Regions from separate parts of the Muntiacus reevesi genome. Here region 2 is linked to region 1. The links are chromatin contacts, called in public Hi-C maps. All regions are on one chromosome and are shown on one strand. Each heading gives the region's core, a stretch centred on a gene start, on an enhancer-like site or on the middle of the called end of the contact. The rest is flanking DNA. Distances are from core to core; before and after follow the strand shown. Region 1 holds the start of COMMD8 (COMM domain containing 8). Region 2 holds the start of NFXL1 (nuclear transcription factor, X-box binding like 1).

The links. A called contact is a pair of places that touch in the nucleus more often than the background predicts.
Region 2: a Hi-C map of blood shows a contact between it and region 1, with 5 times the contacts expected there. The contact joins the promoter of NFXL1 here to the promoter of COMMD8 in region 1. A contact is called at or near these places in 2 of 3 Hi-C or Micro-C datasets (blood and muscle).

What each region holds. Positions count from the first base shown.
Region 1 is chr16:61,811,009-61,816,454 of mMunRee1.1, forward strand. COMMD8 (COMM domain containing 8) reads right to left here and starts at 2,004. Exons shown (of 5, transcript XM_065907445.1): 1 at 1,832-2,004. The coding sequence starts at 1,897.
Region 2 is chr16:62,287,562-62,293,007 of mMunRee1.1, forward strand. NFXL1 (nuclear transcription factor, X-box binding like 1) reads right to left here and starts at 2,362. Exons shown (of 23, transcript XM_065907368.1): 1 at 2,285-2,362; 2 at 1,703-1,888. The coding sequence starts at 1,886.

The DNA of each region.
Region 1 (5,446 bases), core at 754-3,253:
AACCTTCATCCACTGTAAATGAAACAGATTTGGGATTTATTCAGAATTACATATCATAGAAACTAAAAGCCGGCCCACCAGAACCTGGGATCCAGATCTTGGTCGCAATGATAAAGTTGAATTTAGTAAACATTAATCGACTCCTTCCTTTAGTAAACACTGCTTAAGAACCCACCTGGGGCCAGACATAATTCTCAAGAACCGGGTATATAAACAAAGTATCTACCCTGAAGGAGTTCAGAAGGAGAGAGACTATTGGCAAGAGGACCAATTAGGAAGTTGTGTTCAAGGAAGACTTGATTAGGCTGGAACTGCTGGGGAACAGAAAAAGATGGGAGTAAGCACAGTAACATATTAATTATAACACAAAGTCAGTTCTCTGAAGTCAGAGGGCAAAGGACCACAGCTCCTGGAGCTCCGGCTGAAAAGGTTGCCTTTTTTTTTTTACAGGGCTGGCAAATTTCTTTCGAGTCTCATACTTGGGGCGCCAAGGGTTTTTTAACTTGAAAGTTCGGGGAGAAAAAACACTTCTCAGTTAGATTCCCCTCTTACAGTGACCATTGGGTGTTCTTCCTTTCACAGTTCAACAGACAAAATTTCGTTGTTATGTATTTACTGTCTCCACATTTCTCTCACCCTTCAAACTAAAATGTGCTGCTGTCAAAAACAATTATAAACTGCCAGCACCTTTGGTATCAAGGCTAAACCCAGGAGTACAGTACACAGAAGCTCCTGGCTGCTTCTCACTTGTTCAGCCACAGTCTCCCTGCTCTACTTCTCACTCTGAACTCTGGCCTCTAAAACTACAGCAGGTCCTGAGGCTCCCCGGGGCCGCCTTTCTCCCAGTCTTCATAAGTGCTGTGTCCCTTGGCCTGAAACACTCTCCCCCCAGCCCATCTGGTTCCTATTCATCCTTCAGGAACTCAACCTAGAAACCTAGGCAGATGCTCTGGAAAACGTTTCCTGGCCCCTTCTAACCAGAGTTGCTACCCCTCCTACAAACTGATCATTGGATAACTCATTCATCCAGTTTCCATTTACTCAGTTTGGTTTCCTCATTAGTTGACAAGGTCCACCAGGGTACGGGCTGTCTCATTCACCATTTTACCTTATCCCATAGAGCATTAAGCACATAGTTCAGTGAAGAGTTGGCTGAACAAGTGAAAAAGGCTGCTTTTTTCCAGATTCTCATAAACTAGGTTCCTTCTTAGACTACAGGCGCCAACGTATATGTCACGTGTTGAAGTAAGGTCCACCTTGGACCACCCTACCTGCAAGCCTCCCAGTTTGGGGTAACACTTAGCATTTTTTTTTGCCGCCCACAAAGAATTACGGCCTGCCTCTCTAGGTCACCAAGGTATTCCCGTCACCTAGCACCGCTGTTCCTGGTGCATAGGGAATGCTGTGCGGTTTTGTTGCTGAAACAGCGGATGAACGAATGAAACGTGTACCAGAGGTTGTAAACCAACCCCTCCAGCTTTCACGCTGGCGACTGCGCACTCCCCCGCCCAGGGTCACTGGTCCCGGCCGCTCCCGGACGGAGACGTGGTCCCCGCTAGGGTGCGGGCGCGGCCGGGCGGGCGCCTGCGTGCAAATCCCCTGCAGGGGCCGCCGGAAGCCGGAGCACGGCGGAGGCGCCCCCAGCCTCGGACTTCTCCACTCTCCAGGGAACACGGGGGTGGGGCGAGGGAGCACCCCACATCACACCCGGTCCCCTTCCCCTCCCCGGCAGCCGGCGCCAGCCTCCCACAGGCGGCGGGATGAGGCCTATCCCTGACGCCAGGCCTCCCAGGAGCCCGGCCCGCGCAGCCGACCCCGGCGCGCTCCTCACCTGCAAACCCCGCTCTGCGGGGAGCTTCTGCAGCCGCCACAGGGGCGTCCCCTCTTCCGGCTCCATCCCTGCGGGAGGCTAGGGGCTGGGTCACGTGACCAGCCCCGGCGTCCTCAGGGCCTCGGCTCGCCCACGTGACCGGCCCCGGCGTCTTCCGGGCCTCGGCTCGCCCACGTGACCGGCCCCGGCGTCCTCAGGGCCTCGGCTCGCCCACGTGACCGGCCCCGGCGTCTTCCGGGCCTCGGCTCGCCCACGTGACCGGCCCCGGCGTCTTCCGGGCCTCGGCTCGCCCACGTGACCGGCCCCGGCGTCCTCAGGGCCTCGGCTCGCCCACGTGACCGGCCCCGGCGTCTTCCGGGCCTCGGCCCGCCCACGTGACCGGCCCCGGCGTCCTCAGGGCCTCGGCTCGCCCACGTGACCAGCGGGCCGCGCGGGCGGGGCGGGCTCGGAGGCGCCGAGCCTTGTGCGCGTGCGCAGAGATGGAGGCTTCGCTTTCTCCGTCAGCAAGGCAGAGCTTTTCCGCCTCTTGGCGACTTTGGTTAAACACCCTTCTGGTGTTACAGTGGAGGTGCGTTCGCAAATCTCTCAGAGCAATTTGGCAACCTTATTCAAAGTTGTATTAAACTTTCTCTGCACACTTAGAACGCAAAATAAGGGTAACTACTTTTGGGGTGCCTGGAGGTTTGGAGTGAGTTTTAAGCCTCCTGATTTGAAAGGCAAATTGATTTGGAAAGTATCCTCATTTGGAAGGTCGATTCGCCTCCTACCATGCGCGAGGTTCTTTATAGATTATCCTATGAAGTTACTATTTTCATCCTTATTGCCAAATAACAAGACCAGAGAGGTTACTAGGGTTGTCAGATTTAGGAGTCGCCGAAATCTTGGGTTTTTGATAACCGGTTAAAGTCTCTGCCAGTACCTCCTCCAACTCGCTATTTTGATAACTCAGGTTTAGGCCTTAGTCCCGAAGAACAAACTGCCGAGGTGGAGACCGAGGATCCCCGGCCAGGCCCTTGGCTAATGTGGTCGGGAAAGATGTGCCCAGTGCGAGACGCTTGGCCTCCGCTCCGCCCCTTTCCTGAAGGTCTGTTCACGTCTTTATGTGTCTGTCCCTGGCACTCACGTCGCAATCCAACTTCAGATCAGGTCCCACTTTGCCACTAGGATTGGAAGATGAAAGAATGGGATGCATTCCCATAATCTAGAATGGCGGTAGCAATATACCTTCTTCTTAAACGTGGTAATCCTTTAGAAGTTGAAAAGTTTTATTTATATGTTTTATAAAGAATAAAGTTATTGAAGGAAATTTCCAATCTTTCCATGTATACATATTATTTTTATTAATATGAAGTTATCCACATATGACTTAGAGAATTTCAAAGCATAATTCATAAATTAGTATAAAGTAGCATTTGATTAACAAAAAAAAGTATTCTTTATCTGAAATTCAAATTTAACCAGGCATCTTGTATTTTATGTCAACCCTTTTAGGTCCCCCCAAAACCCGAGCTAAGAGCTCAGCCTGAAGTAAATGAAATCAGATTCTAGAGCCAGACTCAAAGTTGTACTAAACCTGAAAGCCAGAGCGCCTGTGATTACTCCCATTATAGCTTTTAGTTCACTTAGATGCTGGAGAATTCGGTAATAAATAAGATAGCCTCTGTGAGCTGGAAGTTTCCAGGATCACAGTAAATGAGAGACAGAAACACGATTTAACACTCTAAACAATAGCAAAAGTGGAGCAAGCTGCTCAAGCACCACCGGGAAGTATTTCCATGTGTGGCTTACACAGAAAAAGAACTACTCAATGACATCCTTCAAAGGTTAGCACGAAGGCTCTTTCTCTACTTTATGGCCACCTCTTGAATTTCATGGCTGTCTTCTCTTTCAAAATTTACCACTTTCTAGTTCTTACTGTACCTGGAGAAGGAAATGGCAACCCATTCCAGTATTCTTGCCTGGAAAATCCCATGGACAGAGGATCCTGTTAGGCTACAGTCCATGGGGTCGCAAAGAGTCGGACACATAACCTTCATTGTCCTAGCTGAAACATAATTTATCTTAACACACTTTGTCTTTATGTAAAGGTGCTCCCGAAGTAATAGTTAATAAGTGAGAAAGAATCTGGAAAACGTGCTCATCTAGTCAATTAGTAAATCTCGTGAGGACAGGGTCTGTTTTCTTAAAAAAAAAAAAAAAAAAAAAGACTTTTATATGTTGTAACAATAAAATATTTATCAAGCATCTACTATATGCCAAAAAAATTATATAGTTCATCTTATTAGTCTTCTCTACAACTTTGTGTTGTAGATATTCTCCCAGTTTTAGAAATGAGGACCCAAGATTGGTGATGTAATGTCAACCCTGTTCAAGGTCACAAAGGTGGTACTTATGACCTATTTTGCATCCATAGACTGATAAGTCCCATGACCTTGAGTTATAATCCTAATGGCAAAGAATAAAAAGCAAAATTATAAATATAAGATATCAATGAAACTTTGAAACAGCATTCCTACATATTGCTGTCGAAAATATACAATAGTGAAATTTTTCTGGGGGGTTGTGATTGCATATATAAAGCCTTCAAAATGTACCTACTCTTGGACCCAAAAATTCCAGTTTTAGAAATATAAGACAGAAATGTTTCACGCTGAGGATATTGGTCTGTTAGTTACTATAGTAATAAATTATTGGCCTATTAATTTATAATATAGCATAAAAATCCACAAAAAGTGATTATGTAGAAAAATATTTGGTACACTTGTTTGCTGTACATTACTGGGAAAGAAGTTTAGTTTCAAAACTACTTGTACTGTACAATGGTATGGTATGCACTGTATATGGTATGGCATGGATGCTTGTAGTGTATAAATTCCCGGCATAGGAGTATACTAAATATTAGTTATGGTGATCTTTCATTTTGGTGATTACGGGTGACTTTCACTTTTTCTAAACTTTTATTCAGTTTTATTTAAAATGTTTTAATGGTAACTATGATAAATTATAGTTCCATCTATTCTCTTTAATTTTGGCTTGAAAATGAGCCAGATCTTACCGGAACTTATCCTCTTCTTTCAGCATCTTGCTAAATACCACCAATATACCTTGATAGTAATGTTTCCCAATCTCATTGCCTAGAACAGTCTCAGTTGGCTCACAGATTCTGCCTTCCAGATTTTCAAAGGCACTGCATAACATGAATCGTGGCTTTTCAGCCTGCGGCCATCCACTAACCATTAATCTAATATTCTAACTTGTGTTGCTGTGCCTCCAGGGTCTTCCCAGGTGTTGCTACTGGTAAGAACCCACCTGCCAGTGCAGGAGACATAAGAGACTCAGGTTCGATCCCTGGGTTGGGAAGATCCCCTAGGTGAGGACATGGCAACCCACTCCAGCATTCTTGCCAGGAGAATCCCATGGACAGAGGAGCCTGGCAGGCTACAGGCCTTAGCGTCTGAAAGAGTGAAACATGACTGAAGCGACTTAGCACACACGTATAGTACTTCCCACTCCTCATACCAATTTCTGCCTTTGTCGGAGTAGGTTAATTACTTTAACAAAACAACACCAAAAATTTAGTAATCATAATATTTATTTATTTCTTCCTAAGTGTAT
Region 2 (5,446 bases), core at 1,112-3,611, 480 kb after region 1:
TCCTCAAGAGCAAGGGCTATCAGAATTCTCTTCAAGCATTATTAATAAACTCTTCTGGACAGCAACCACAGTTCAAGAAAGGAGCCACAAACATAGTGAATTGATCTTAATTCATTAGTGCCTTAATTCATCAGTGCACTAAGAAATGCACTTTACGCTTGAAACTGATGAGTCACTACTCATACAAACTTTCCTATTTTAGGTGGCGTATTTGTATTTAATGGTGTTTTATCTTTATTTTCCTCATGAAATGCTTTCCTTTTCTTATTGCAGCTGGCTTGGCTGGGAACTACTGGGAGTTTCAAGTAAAACTGGAGGAAAATGTACAGAGCTTACAGAGGAATCTTTGAGTGCTAGTAGAAAACTAATTTATATAAGATATATGACTCAAAATTTTTTAAAGGTTGAAGCAGATATAATAAAAACATTCATAACCTGATCAACAGACCCAGATCAGATCATCTAAAAGACAGTTGACAAACCAAACTTCCCATATATTATTTCTTACAGCCAAGTCTCAATTATCCAGTTGAAGGATGCTTTTCTCTATCCACAAAATCCAAGGAAGTTTACCAAAACTGTTCACATGTCTCCCTCTTGCATACCTCACTACCGCCAATATTATACTCAGTAACTCACCACTATCATAAACTCAGAATATCACCTAACTTTAAAATTAGCTGAGGGGGTGAAACATTCAGAAGCTCAATTTGCTCCTCCACTCAAAAAAAATATATTTTGAAAAAGACAACAATAAAATGATTTCTGGGATTATTCCTTTACACCCCTGCACTCTTTCACTGTGGAGAACTGAAAGCTGCATGTGTGCACTTAGACTCCACCACAACACTGCTCTGTCGTTCAGTCCCTAAGCTCTTTGGGACCCCATGAACTGCCAGGCTCCCCTGTCCTTCACTATCCCTGAGAGTCAGCTCCAACTCCTGCCCACTGCCCTGGGTGAAGGATATTGACAAGCTGGCGAAGGCCACACCAGATACATCCAGGAAAGGACATGAAATTTGTGACCACAGTAGAAAACCACCACAAACACAAGTGCGAACAGGACATAGATAATTAAAGTCACCAAACTAAGCAACCAAACAAAGATGGAAAATGACAACCAGCCCCAGAAGTAGGAAACAAAATGCGAAGCGGAAAGCCTAAATCCAATCTAAAAGGGATTTCTGTAACTCGGCCCAGCCGACTGTTGCCACGCATAAAAGTACCAAAGCCACGGTGTTTTAGAAGAAAAGTTGCTAACCAGGATTTTTATGAAATTTTAAAAAGAAAAACCAAAAAACTGCCGGCAATCAATTCAGATTTAACGCACTGTGTTAACCAAACTACAAGCTAAATCAAACCGCTGGGCTACGATTTGCAACCTTGGGGATTCAATAGACAAGAGTGAAGGGAAGACTACTGGACGGAGAAATAACAAAGATTAGTATCAATTAAACTGATGATGAATAAGGTGTGATGGGAATCGGCCTAGAATGAGCAGCTGCCTGAAAGCCTTGAGAAGCGAGGCCAGTTATAAACTCCCGAAGGAGAAGGAAAGAAGTGAACGCGGAGGCAGCTCGGACTAGGCAGCGCCTTAGGCGGCGGGCATTCAGGTGAGCCCGAGAACAGAAGCCATTCTCACCACCGGCCACGGAAGTCTGCGGCGCTTCAGACCCCGCGGGGCTGCGCCGCGCTGAGGTACCTGCAGCCGCAGGGGTGGCCGCTCCTCCGAGGCTGAGGCCAGGACCAGCAGCGCCCACCGACCCCTTCTCTCGCCCTCCTCCGGCGCCGCGGAGATGGACTCCATTTCCTGAGGAGGGGGCCGCAGTGGCTCGTCCTCGGGCTCGGCCTCGACCACCGGCCACCTGGCGCCAGGAAGCTTCCATCCCTGCAGAGGAAAAAAAAAAGAGTGGAAAGAGCGTGAGAGCTGTGGTGCCGAGGAGTCTGGGTGAAAGGGCAGTGAGCGAAACCGACGTGAGCCTGGAATGAGGAGTCTCCGCCGGGCAGGGGCCGGATTTGAAAAGGTCGCGGCCCTGTCTCTCCCAGAGTGCGAGTCCCCGCTACGCCCAGGCTTTGGAGATGGCTAGGAAAGGGAGAGAGCTTGGCAGGGAAATGGACTGCAGAGCGCGGCGCATACAGCCACGGAGAAAGAAAGTCGAGGTAAAAGGAAAGCGCCTCCTGGCCTCGGAGTGGCGCGGTGATGAGAGAACTACCGACTGACCCGGCGTATCCCTCCGGGAAGCAACTGCAGTAGCAAACCCCAAGGAAAGCTACGTCTCCTTACCGACGGCGCCCGCCTCCACCGACTACAATACCCAGAAGTCCAGGCCCACAGACCGCAGAACGCGTGGCATCACCGGCCACTTCCTCATCCGGAACCTTTTCTGTGGGTTGGCAAGTCCTCGGAACGCATGCGCCAACTGAACCGGGCCTTCGGAAACTACAGTTCCCGAAATGCCCTGGGGCTCGGGCTTCCCTTGTGGCTCAGCTGGTAAAGAATCCGCCCGCAATGTGGGAGGACCTGGGTTCGATCCCTGGGTTGGGAAGAGCCTCTGGAGAAGGGAAAGGCAACCCACTCCAGTATTCTGGCCTGGAGAATTCCGTGGACTGTATAGTCCATGGGGTCGCGAAAAGTCGGACACGACTGAGCGACTTTTACTTTCACTTCGGGCGGGCGGGGCGCAGAGAGAGCGAACTAGATGGGGAAGTGGGCTGGCTGGCCCTGAGGTGTTCAGGACACCGAAGGTTGCTGCTTTTTCCTCCCAACTTCCCTGGACCTAGCTGGAGTCTGTACCAGTGGTCGTAATTGACTGCCCACTGTCTTTGGTGCCAGGGAACTTTTCTCGCAGATGGGAAAAGGCATTGAGGAGAAAAAGGCTTTGAGGTCGGGGAAGAGGCAGGGAAAGCCGAGGGAGTGTGGCGGTGAAGTGGCTGGAGTGGAGAAAACGCTCTTCTGAGTTACTAAAGGGATGTGGAAGATGAATCTAACGGCATTAGTATCAAAGTCCTTTATAGTTTATAATATACTGTTTCTGGAGTATATTTTTCCTTTCACAACAAAAGGAAAAGTAGTTGAGAGCCAGGTCTGGTCCTGATTCTTCTGACTTCGCTGTTTTCAATAATAGAGAGAAGAGTGGGAGAAATTTTAAAAATTCAGGAGTCTGTCTGGGATTGAGAAATATATTAATTGCTGTTTGGGACTACACGGCCCTTTACAGCTCTTCAGTTTAATTGATAAATACATAAATATTAACATAGCATTTATTAAGTTGCCGGCACTATGCCGTGTTTTACATATGTATGTATTTTAACAATGTGATACTCAATGATCCTATTGTTAGCCCCATTTTACAGCTGAGAACACTGGGGGATAGAGAGGTTAAGCTCCTTGCCCTTGACATAGCCTGGTGGTGTTTTCTATTCCATTTTGTAAATTAGGAAATAAAGACACAGAAAACTTTCTTATTGAATATCCTAGCAGAGCCAGGACTGTGGCTGAGCTGTGTGACTCCTGTACTATACTCTTAAAAACACCATACTACTTAATTACTCTGAAAAGGTAATGATTACATAGAAATCCCAGTTATGTTTAGAGGCCCTAATCAGGCAAAAGGCTCACATGTTCAGAGTTTTTCCCTTGCCATATTTTACAATGATAATTGATAATCATAATAACTGCTGTGGAGTCAAAAAGAATGTTATATGCTATGTGAATGAGCAAGCATTTATTATAATATTCTCGAAAAGCTTAGTAAAGAGCTGATGGATATTATAATGTGGCTGGTGCTAAGTCGCTTCAATCGTGTCTGACTCTGTGCGACCCCATAGACCGCAGCCCACGAGGCTCCCCCGTCTCTGGGATTCTCCAGGCAAGAACACTGGAGTGGGGTGCCATTTCCTTCTCCAATGCATCAAAGTGAAAAGTGAAAGTGAAGTCACTCAGTCGTGTCCGACTCTTAGCGACCCCATGGACTGCAGCCCACCAGGCTCCTCCGTCCATGGGATTTTCCAGGCTATAGTACTGGAGTGGGGTGCCATTGCCTCTCCAATTATAACGTGGAAGTATATGTAAACTGAGAGCATATTTCAAAAGCTACCATTTCTGCTATTTATACTTTGAAATTTCAGATAACATTTGAAGGAAACAAGTTCTTTCTATTTATCAAAGAGGAACATGAGAAATACATGAAGATGATAAATATTATATAGTTAAGATTATAAAAATTGATATGAATATAATTGTATAGTTCTAATTAATCTTAATTATTAAAAATACTACCCTCAAGAATAGCTAAAAACAAAAGATTGGCCAACTACTGGCAACAATATGGAGCAATTGGAACTCTCATATGTTTTGGTAGGAGTGGAAATTGGTTCAAACACTTTAGAAAAATGTTTGGCAGTATCTATTAAAGCTAAACATGGCTCACTACCAAAGCATGTTCCAAGGACCAAGTAATTGCACTTCTGAATATATACCTGAAACAGCTGAGTGCACAGCTTCACATAGCAGCTTTACTCATAATAGTCAAAAACTAGGAAAAACCCGCATGTCTATCAATAGGATAGAAAAATAAATTGTGGTATATTCATATAATAGAATGCTATGCCAAAAGAAATACTGATATATGAAGCAAGATGAGTGAATCTCAAAGATATCATTTTGAACAAAAGAGGCCAGACACAACAGATGACTTTTGTGAATCCAGTTTCATGAAGTTCCTGAACAAGTAACAGAGGCCACATTAGTGCCTACTTCTGGTAGGGGTGGGAGAATTTTAGCTGGGTGGAGGAATAAGGTATCCTCCTGAGTGGTGGGAAGATTCTATCTTAATCTGGGTTGTAGTTTTACTTGTGTATACATATGTTAAAACTCAAAATAGTATACATTTATGATTTGTGCAATTTACTATATGTATGACACACCTCAATTTTTTAAAGAATACTAAAATAAAATTAGAAAAAATAGGGTATCTGAATACCCCTATTGTCCAGTCATTTTTAAAATTGTTGTTTAATTGTATTTGTCCATTACTGACATGACTTCCTGATACGGATTCGTTTTGCCACTGTATCAATATAGCTCCCTAAATACATTTATCTTTGACAAATACATCTAGACTCTGGTAAACACTTTGCCTATTATCAATACATTGCCCCTCAGCTCCTGTTCACCCTTCAGTATATGCTCTGTGACAGAGGACAGAACTTGAAGCGTCTCCATAGAGATGTTAAGTTTTCTCGGCAGAGGGCACTGAAGAGGCATTGGAGGAAGCAAGACGTTCTCCAGGTATTTCCTGCTGCTGTATAGTGGGTCAGCCACCTTGCAGCCTTTGCCTGGCCTGGAGAGAGTCTTGGAGAGCAGCCCTCTCACCATGGAAACTGACCTAAGGTCTTCTGCTCAGCACTGAGCCCCCTGAGTCACCACTCCCTTTGCAGGCGGCCC